Linked DNA regions of Gasterosteus aculeatus: region 2 is linked to region 1. Evidence: chromatin contacts called from public Hi-C data. All regions are on one chromosome and are shown on one strand. Each heading gives the region's core, a stretch centred on a gene start, on an enhancer-like site or on the middle of the called end of the contact. The rest is flanking DNA. Distances are from core to core; before and after follow the strand shown. Region 1 holds the start of LOC120834010 (dedicator of cytokinesis protein 9). Region 2 overlaps LOC120834010 (dedicator of cytokinesis protein 9).

Region 1 (5,176 bases), core at 692-3,191:
AATCTAAATGAGATTAAAAATGAGAGAAAATGTGTGTTTCAAGCTGAAACAACCATCAGAATGGGTGATAACAACTACAATGCGCTCTTTATATCCCTGGTACAGATCTCTCTATATTCCTGCTGAGGTTTTTACATGTTTCGTGGAGGAATTAATGACGAGTTGGGTGGACAGCATTCTTGTCCCACTCAACTGAACAACACAGCCGTATGTTCACTTCTACAGCTTCACACATCCAGAGACAAGGCCCAAACCAGACAGATCCCTCAGAAGCCAGCAGGTATTTGGTACCTAAGGAATCCTGAATAGTCCTGACGAGTAGAGAACAAAACAACCACAAGGACAGAGTGACCACTGACAGACAGAATGACAAATACTACTTCTACCTCTCCACTACTCAAACGCTTCTTAACTCATCCCTGCCCGCATCTGCAGATATTATCAACAAGTGAACTGCTGGAAGCTCGCTGGTATAAAGACAAAAAAAAGAGATTCTCTAATGTAACTTGACCCCCTTTCAAACAAGCTGGTTTCCCAACAAACTGATGTCTTACGTCTGGTTTCCTCCCTCCTGCATCTCTGGCAGTGCAACGAGTAAGAATGAATAAATAATACAAAAAGGTGTGGTTGGATGTCTGGAATCCTTCCTGACTCAGGATTCCATTTCCCTGACGGAGAGCCTGGACGGTGTCTGTTTCGGTTACCTAGCAACTTCTTCCAGGAAAGCTGGAACAATCAGCAGGACCACCGAACACCGAACACTGCAAACAAAGGGGCAGACTTCTTTTTTTTCTCTCTCTCTCAGCTCTGTGGAAAACTGACACTGAGGAGGTAGCACATAACGCAGCTCCTCGCCGCCCAGATCTTCCAGAGTGGACGGACTAATTCAGCATTATCTCATCGTCACTGGACACTTTAGATGTGCCTGAAGCACGAAACTGAAGCCAGGCTTTTTTTTCCTTGAAAGCCGGCATGATGTCACCTCAAGGGAACTGATCAATGACAACAAGTACCAAATGCCCTGATTAGGCCCAATCTGTTCCTCTCTCTTTTACAGTACAGGCCCGCACACGCCTTAACGGAACCGTCAGTTCTTGACCCAGAAAGCCCGGCTGCTCTGAGGTCAGCTGAGGATGGAAGTGAAGGACCTGTGTACGCAACAAGTAAAAGGCTTCCAATAACGTGCCAATCACCCCGTTTCAAATATCACTCAGTCACACACCTTCATTCATTCACTCTCACGGCCTTTCACACTTCCCACACGAACTCCCGACCCAGCTGATCTAAAGTCAGCGGAGAGAGTTTGCTGCACACGTTAGTTGAAAGCACATGTGGGACGATGAGCGCACCACGCGGTACGTGGTGTTGAGGCGAAGCGGGCATCAAAGGTGTGTCGTCTTCTACTCACCACTAGCACGGACGTCCTCACCACCTCGGACACGCTTTGCCTGAGCTCCGCCGCGGTGCCCGGTTTACCCAGACCGCGCGTAAACCTCCTGGTCTCCGGGTGCGCCGCCGCAGCCATCGCTGCGCGTCAACTTCGCAAACAACGTGCGTTCAATCCACGGGTCAACACGGGCCGAGGGGGGTTTAGAGGGAGAACATCACTGGGTTTTGTCCGTTTTCTCCGATCCCCGCTAGTGAACGCCGCGAGTCTGAAGCGCGGTGCGGCCGCTCATTCCGCTCCCACGTCTCAATCGCATACTTTCCGATACTTTTTTTTCTTCTTTTTTTCCCACCACGCGTCCCGCAGTATCCCGGTGATCTATTTTTCGCCCACCGGATTGATTGTTGTCATGATAAAGAGTCCTCGTGAGAAGTGTGCCATCGGCCGCGCATCGCCAGCCGGGAGGTGTATAATCCGGTGGCCTCCGCGCTGCACTCCGCCCCTCGCCGCGTAAAGGCCGGCCCACTCCGGGCTGGTTCCTGGACTTTGGACGGTGAGCTTCTCACACCAAATCTCATGTCTGAACCAATAATTTCCCACCACCACAACAACAAAAAAGAAATCAAAACTCTGGGGAGCATTTGGCTATTGTGTTATTGTAAGCAGACAGGAGACGCAATTGGGTTTGCTGTGTTTCTTACACATTTTTATATCACTCTTTGTCAATATCTTAATGTTGTCTTCTAATAGAAATGTGAATTGGATTTTCAGACAGTCTAAAATGAAACTTAGAAACACACGTGTTGACTGCTTGCTACGCAGCAGCTGATCCATTTAATCTGGTTAGATATTAGTAAGCGGATATCATTTTCTATCGTTGTTTCCGCATACCGGCACATTCACTGGCTTCCCCGTTTTCAGAAGTAAAGACATTTAAATGATATGACATATTTTAGGAATAGTCACTGCGCAGGAGTATTTCTATTGCTTGTTCTTACTGCACATACATACAGGGAACATAATTCGCAGGCAGTGGTTAGGACTGAAATATCTTATTCAATGATGCCATCTGTAGGTCACAGCTGTAAACACACTACTGACGTCTCCCTAGAGAACCCCCCCTCCCCAACCCGCCTGCCCCTTGTGGATAAAAACACAAATAAAACAAATCTCAGTTTGAATCATTTTGTCTTTTATTGCTTTCATTTCCAAACAGCTCTCTGTGGACTGAAAGAAAGAAAAAAAACAGCTGCAATAAACTGAGATTTTCCATTTCATTTGCATCACTGCAAAACCCCGTCCAATGCATATTTCCATTCATTTGGAACCATAAAAAGATCTGGCATCAGTATATATGTATACAAGAGGCAGCCTAGTTAAGTGAGCGCAATGCTGATTGGAACTGAAAGTTTCTACATTGTTTTACACAAACCTTAAAGCTTTTAATGACATCGATTTTCATGATACAATTTCTGTGAATAAGTCGCACACTTTCTCATCCCGCTGCTGGGGACCTTTAGCTGGTAACAAAAAAGCTGTCCGAGTTATTGATATAACAAAGATCAGTGAATAAAATATTTGAATTGAAATGGCAATACTCTGATGGCAGCTACTCCCGGGCCACTTTGGGATCAATGTCAATGATCCAACAAAATAAATTCATATTTTCAGCACTTATGTTTTAAACAAGAACACAGCGTGCTGCGACGGGTGTGAATTGAGCGTTAAAGGGCGGCCTTTTTTTTTTTACATGGTTTAAATTGCAATGGCATTCTGCATTAGGAGACAATCCTCATCCCCAACGTAACAGCATCTTTAAAAGTCCAGGACACATTGACATAAACCAGTTTGGCACTGAAGTTGGAGGACATTTTAAAAGCAGCATTTCTCAATAAGATGAAGGACTGCTGAACATCTACATCAACATGTTCCTGCTGTAAAAACAACCAGTGACAAAAAGTAAAACCAGGAAGACAGGAAGTAGTTCAGACTATTAGAAAACAGTACAAAATGACATCCTTAAAAAGAGGTTTCAGAGTTGAGAGTAAAAATGCCAAAAAAATTGCCGTCTCTGATGCAGTCTAAACCAGCGGACATGTCACCATTAAAGCATTTAAAAGCACCAAACGTGCATGGACACGTGTACAAATGTCCCAGATATGTGTAGAAGAGAAAAGCAAAGCGAGTCCCGGGTGGACAGGAAGGGCCGACGCGCCACCTGAGAGGGGACGCGCGTGTGGAGGCGAGAAGAGCCGACTCAGCGAGGACGGGACTCTCTGCTGTTTAGGATGCGAGCGCTGCCGAGGGGGACTGTGACACTGCGGATTACCTCCATCCACCTGCCGGCAGACAAAAGCTTTTATTTTTTTATCAGCCCTCTGATTAGGACTTGAGGAAAGTGCAAATACTGAATGATTGCGGCGTACCTCTCGAATGTGTATTCGCTCTCCGATCGGAAATAGTAGACGTGGGACTTGAAATGCAGTTTGAAGACATATTCCTTGTGGATGTTCTCCGTCTCCGAGGGGATGGTGACCGAGTAACCCAGCAGAGGAAGGCTGGCCAACGGGTACTCGTCCTGAGGAAGAGAATATGACGTCACGTTTGGTCTAAACTTATTTGGAATCAGAGAAAAACAAATTCATAGAGTGCTGCTCCCAACAAAACGGCAAAGCAGCAAAGTCAGAAGAACCTTTAATCAAACACACATCTTGTCATCGGTTCGTGATAATTCTCTTTTTATCAAGTATCAAATTTGTTTTCTATTAGATTCCGTTTCATTTTGTCATGGACACTCCAAGTGGTTTGTGAAAATGTAAACAGCCAGAGGAGGGATTTCAAAAAAAAAGGGAAAGGAATGTGAAAGCCTGTACGCCTCCATCGCGGCACGACGAGTCGACATTCCACACCGAGATGCGATGCCTTTAAGCCCGGAGAAGAGTAAACACAGCGGGGGGGAGGCTGGACAAACAGAGCTGAGAGCGAATTTTCATCACCTGGTGAGACTTGTAGAAGAACAGGCTGAAGTTGGTGAAGACCACCCACAGCTTCTGCCAGCCGTTGCTGTTCTTGAACTTCCGCAGTAAGTTTCCAGACAGCTGGTTCTACAAAGACAAAAGCAAGTTTCACATCTACGACTAAATAATGTCATACGAATTATAATAGCAACAATAGTGTGCAGAGTTTAGATTGTTTACTAAAATCTAGGACAATTAATGGAAATTAAAGAATATATCTGGGGATATTCTAGATTTGTATTATTGTTAACAGCCATAATGAGCCTAAAACCAACCGCTAACTCATCCTCAAACGCTTTATATAGCATATTCCATGTATAATGCATATGTTCCATTTAGTAGTCACACTGTTGTATTACTTTATTACAATGACTATGTGCACTGGTGTTTATTGTGAGTGAGTTCCATGCACTCTACTGTGGTGAGGAAAATACTCACCCAAGTATCTTAAACTATTTACTGAGACTTTCTAAACCTTATTTTGGAATAACTAACTAGCATGGTAGCATGTGTATTGGAATTCACATACTGTTAGTAATTGTCCTCTATGACATGTGCTGACAATAATGTAAGTATATTATGACCAACCTCTGCTTTACCACTTCATACGTGTACCGTTGTTAAGCAACTTTAATGTATTTATTATCCAGTAAAAAGGGACTGACGATATACAATATGTTGGCCGTTCTAATAGAAAAAATATGATCATTAAATCAATCCATCATACGTATTTAATTTAATTTTTGCTCATGAATCAAGTTTAAGTAAAATC
Region 2 (5,270 bases), core at 2,500-4,999, 45 kb before region 1:
GCTTTTTAATGATTGTTTTGGGGAGTGGATAAGTTCATGGCCAATGTTGTTTTTCCTGGAAAAGTGGAGAAAAAGTGTGAAGCTGTGGTGTGTTTATTCTCATGTTTCAGCTGACGCAGTTTTCATTGATAGTAATTCAGTAATCGTGAATTACTCGTGAGTGTTTCCCCCGGTCCCTCTTATGCCGTCACACACATTGTGATAAAAGCTAACACAAACAGCCTCAACAGAAAATCAAACACAGCACAGATTCATTTCATTTAGCTCCAGGCCAAAATGAAACAGCACAAAGTGACAAATCCCTTAAGCAGCATGCTTATAAACATCTGGAGAAGGAGACACATCCTTTGAGGCCCTGTGGTACAGCAAACAGGACGGAGCCTGACAATCCTCTGGCAAAGAAAGGGCTTCGGCTTTAGGACACTAGGAACCTGCCCCCCCGCCCCCCACGCACACACACACTAACACTCCCAGATGGGACACTCCCAAGGGGGAGGGCGGGGGGGGGTCACGTTTTACTTGAAGTGAAATGCTGGGCCGCAGGGCGCTCTGTGGCCCGCACGGGACAGAGAGGAGGGAGAAGTCCATGGTCACACGCTTGATGCGCGAGGGGAGCTCCTCCTTCTCCGCAAAGTAGCGCCGCACATTGACAGAGTGTCTCCGTACAAACCCGTCCGTCTGCCACGGCCAGCCGCAGGGACAATGGAGGGGGGGGGGGGGGTCAAGTTAACGAGGGGGTGACTTTCTGAGGGGATTTTGTCACATGTCTGGGCCACACTCTGAACGTGTGTCGTTACTCTGCAGGCACATTCCTGAGGTTCTACCTTGTCCAGAGAGTTGCTCTTGTCGTTGTTCTTCTCAGACAAGCTGTTGCCAGAATCAGTGCTGATGAGTGAGCCGCGGGACTCGGCCAGTCGCACTGAGTTGATGTTGGGGGTCGACGACGCGTGAGGCGACGCTGCGTCGACAACAAAATAAAAGCAGTTTTACACTAATGTCAAAAAAAAAAATGAAACAGCAAAAAAATGTCATATGTGTTTTTAAGTTCCCAATAATCGTCCGTCCACTCACACGTGCCGGAGATGACTCCGAACACATCTTTGTGCAAGCTGGTGTCCAGAAAGGTGCTGGATCGGGGGGGTGTCATCAGAGCGTTGGAAAGCAGCAAATCTTCTCTTCCATTCTGAGGAAAAACAACAGTATGATGGACACAGACCCACATACTATACAGGGCATGTAGGTAAGGAGAAGTGATTTCGTATGGCCCCATGTGAATCAAAATAGGACATGAACAAGTTAATAATAATCTGAGGCTGCTGCAGCTCGCGTTTTGTTCACTTTTTATGTCATTGCTGTTCTTCCTTCTCTTTGGGCATTAATATCTGTTGGGATTAGCTGTCACAAGGTAGTATTGCGTGATGCTTTTATGTATTTCTTTGATTTATCTTGTGATTTAAGGGTAGATGAAATGTTAAAAAGAAGCCACTAGGTGGCACCCTTACATTGTTGGAGTGGTTGACGGTGAATGGGGAGACTTCCTTCACGTTCAGCCTGTTGACGTTCTCTTGGAGGAGACCAAACAAGGGAAAGTACAGGGTGGCCAACCTGGCCTGCTGGCTCTAAAAACACATAAATCATCTCACCAGAGTCTCTCAAGGACACAAACGTCTTGGACCGAATTGATGTGGAAATGAAAGAGCGGGAGGCAAGAGGACGCTGCTTACTTTGGAGGTGTAGCGTTCATCAAACGTGTGCTTGATAATCAGGTTCTTCAGCACATGGATGGCTATCTGACGGATCTCCCTGAACTCCTGCAGAGCTGCACTGACCTCCCTGAGCAGCAGTCCAACCAGGAAGTGGTTCTTGCAGAAGTCATCCGTCAGGGAATAATCCATCTGGAGATCTGAGTGGAGGAAGAGGCGGATGGAAAAATTAGGATTGGCTGACGTGAATGGAGATGGAGTGACAAACAATTAGAGTATGTTGCTAATTTATATTATTCAACAAATAAATCAATAACAAGAACACAGGACAGCTTGGACAGAATACAGATTGTTAACACCACTTAACTGTGGTAATCTCCTTCACTGACAATGAATTATGTTTTACTCCAATTAGAAAACCTTGGCATTTGTGTTTTTTGTTGTTTATGATTTGTGCAGATTCAGACTGTGTAACTGAGCAGCTGCTCCACAACTGTCAACAGTGATCATTAAAAAGACAAACAAGATTAAGATCAAGGATTAAGCTTTCAGGATTACCGTGACAAAAAAAGTTTATTAATTGGAGTGAGAGAAATCTGGTAAATTTAAATACTTAAAACAACTTTTCACAGATGGTTCCAAGCATGGAAAAGCAACAACAAACTTTCATACAAGCATAATAAGCATCCGATTCTTTAGCATTGACAGTAAATAATGTGTCTTTTGAAGTCATAGTCACAAATCCCAAACCACTTCAAAACGTACCTTCACACAAAATCACCCATATCTGCACAAAAAGCCAATCTCAACTTTTAAAACACACATCGCCACAAACCACAAACAGTACAATCTGTTTGTAGAGCGACTTGAAACAGATGGATATAGAATCATGCAACATCAATCAGGATGCGGCAAAACGGGAATTTAGGTGATTGACTTAAGGATTTGGAGCAAATTTCTTTCCCGCTCATGTTCATGGTTGATTGATTATATCATTGTCTGCCCTTGAGACGGCATGCAAGCAGTGCACCCCTGAACCTACCGACAAGAGCATCACACGGCTCCACCGCATCATTTGGAGATAATAAAGCTAATTGAGGAACACAAAAAGGAAAAAAAGTGCTTTCTGTGGAGTCCAAAAAAAGTGCTATATCAACAGAAAACCTATTCACAGTACAATCAGGCTCGGTACTCGATGGAGAGGTGAGTCTGATAATCGTCTTACCTTGAAACCTCAATATTCTTCCCTTCCCAAATGGCATGGGCAGGTTTAAGGGGACGTAGTGCTCGTGGTAGCACACGACACGCAGGAACTCAAACCTGAACTCAAACAGCGTCTGGATGAAGAAATGACAAAAATCACAAATCAGCAGCATAATTATATAATACTCAAAACCCCCCTTGTCAAAAACACATTTGTAGCACAGCCTAATGTGTAGTAAATGCTTTTTGTGACTGTTTCATGTACCTTTGGGTCTCCAGGCATGAAACAGTTGATGTAGTTGTTGATCTGCTTGAACACGAAGCCTCTGTCCATCAGGTTCAAACAGCGCTACAGAAGAAAATAAGACTTCAGTACATCCTTGAAAACACACGGTGCTCTCAAACACCATGACAGTAACAGTGGCTGCTGACCTTGATGAAGACTGCCAGACTATGGTTGGCATTCCTGGCGGCGTCTAGGTTGTCTTTATATTTCTGAGTGATGTGTGGCATCATCATGTTGACCAGCGTCTCCACGGTGTGATGGAAGGAAGCTGAGAAGCGCTGATTCCTGGACAGCTGTAGGACACAGCGGGCACTTTGTTACTGAATAATACAACCCAATTTAAAAGAGTCCGTAACGTTCTTTATTTTTTTTATCATGAAAGAAAAATGTGCTTCCACTGTGACCTCCTCAGTACGCCAGCAGAGGTTAAACACAGGGATGTGGTTGTTTATGGGGTACAAACAAATGCAGCCAATTAAACTGCAGAGCAGAGCAGGCCAGACTGTGGATACGTCCTACTTGGACCGCGGCACTGCGGCTGTCCACAAGACCTGGCATGTCGTAACCGCAGTGAAGAGTGTAAGCTGTTAAAAAGCAGCAGCCACGGCTGAGTCAGACACATACAGTACGATGCGGCGGACTTACCTTCACTTTGCAGCTCTCGATCAAGTACTGAGCCATGGACTTGACTAAGGCTTCAAAGAAATACCACGAGTACTGCAGGGCAGACAAACATCAATCAGAGAACAATAAAGAGGAGATTCACAGCAGTTTAAATCATACACGGTGTGATGCTTTAGAAACCGTATCACCTTGAGGAGCTTGTTACTCGTGAGGAAGTCTGTGGAAGGCTTCAAGATAGCAGTCATGGCTTTGGCCAGCTCCTCGTGCACTAATCGGGTCGGTGATGATGTCTGTGGCTCAGACTTGAACACAAACTGTGCCGGACACATGCAGACAGCTATGAGTGCAGGTACAAAAGATAGATGTTGAGTCGTTTTATGTGGCTAGGGAATTCTACCTTCACATATGATCTCAGGTAGTGCTCCAACCCCTCCTCGTGGCACTGGGCAACTATGTGAATCATGACTCTAAGGAGACAGTGGAAATAAAGCATGTTGGAAGGGGCCATTTTTTTTTTTAAAACCTGCACATTTTCAGTCACTAGTAATTAATGCCCTTTATAAGGACAAATATGCCAAATAATCATTTTCACTGTAAATAATAAAAATACTACATGTTCTCTTTTAAACTCGAATGCTGAAGTCTATTTCAAATATTAATTCACATAACATCATTTGAATATAAAGTTAAAAACAGGGATCGTCCGGGGGACACTTGCCTGGTGACGTTGACTGCCACTTCCTCTTGGGTGGCACTGGTTAGCACCCTAAACAGCTGATTCAGGGTGGTGGGCAGGAACTTGATCATCACATGGCTCTCCATCGCATGCAGACTCTGAGGGTAAAATATCACAGACATCTCAAACGTATGCATGCATCAATCACTGCAGAGTTTGGGTACTGGTGCATGTCGCCCCGTACAGGAAACTAACACAAGCACTGCCAAGTAATCGGGCGAGCTGCCAGTCAACATGGCTGACCTGCTGTTTGACCCTCTGGCTATTGTTCGGGTGCACTGCTGTGTTTACATTAGAGCCCGAGAGATGCATTGGACCATTGTCAATGTCTGCCTGGGAAAGAGTGACCTGAGAACCCCGAGAACTGGATTACGAGAGTTTAAAGAAAAAAAAGTGGAAAAAGAATGAAGCCAACACGGGGGTTGACATTTGACAGATTTACTGGTATCTGCCTAATCGCCTCAAAGTAAGGAACAACTAAATCCCGTATGAATGGAAATCAAAAGAGCTTTTCACAAATTGTCCAGAAGAATGCACTGTTGGAAAGCTGCAGCACAAAGGCCAACATTAAGCCCAACAGTTAATCCCATGCCTGGGATTCAGCTCAATCCCAGTGGGACTGTCTGCTGTTCCACAGTGAGTATAAAGCTACTGTGCAGTTGAAAAGTTTCTAAACATGTCTGACGTTTCTCTTCAGGTCCCAAAATGAGAATCCTTT

Evidence for each region. A called contact is a pair of places that touch in the nucleus more often than the background predicts.
Region 2: a Hi-C map of liver shows a contact between it and region 1, with 6 times the contacts expected there. The contact joins the enhancer-like site here to the promoter of LOC120834010 in region 1. A contact is called at or near these places in 5 of 6 Hi-C or Micro-C datasets (blood and trunk muscle, liver, skeletal muscle and 1 more).

Annotation. Positions count from the first base shown.
Region 1 is chr16:10,054,977-10,060,152 of fGasAcu3.hap1.1, reverse strand. LOC120834010 (dedicator of cytokinesis protein 9) reads right to left here and starts at 1,941. Exons shown (of 54, transcript XM_078090417.1): 1 at 1,409-1,941. The coding sequence starts at 1,525. It overlaps LOC120833909 (FERM, ARHGEF and pleckstrin domain-containing protein 1), which reads right to left. Exons shown (of 27, transcript XM_040201543.2): 25 at 4,384-4,491; 26 at 3,814-3,965; 27 at 2,559-3,726. The coding sequence ends at 3,645.
Region 2 is chr16:10,101,795-10,107,064 of fGasAcu3.hap1.1, reverse strand. It overlaps LOC120834010 (dedicator of cytokinesis protein 9), which reads right to left. Exons shown (of 54, transcript XM_078090417.1): 24 at 4,535-4,650; 25 at 4,214-4,283; 26 at 4,005-4,130; 27 at 3,838-3,909; 28 at 3,339-3,485; 29 at 3,172-3,255; 30 at 2,929-3,040; 31 at 2,746-2,793; 32 at 1,725-1,903; 33 at 1,503-1,619; 34 at 1,072-1,183; 35 at 825-958. Among protein-coding and RNA genes, the nearest start is that of slc15a1a, 13 kb to the left of the region's middle. Within about 2 kb of position 3,749, at least 1 of the 9 cell types and tissues checked has open chromatin away from gene starts, as enhancers often do.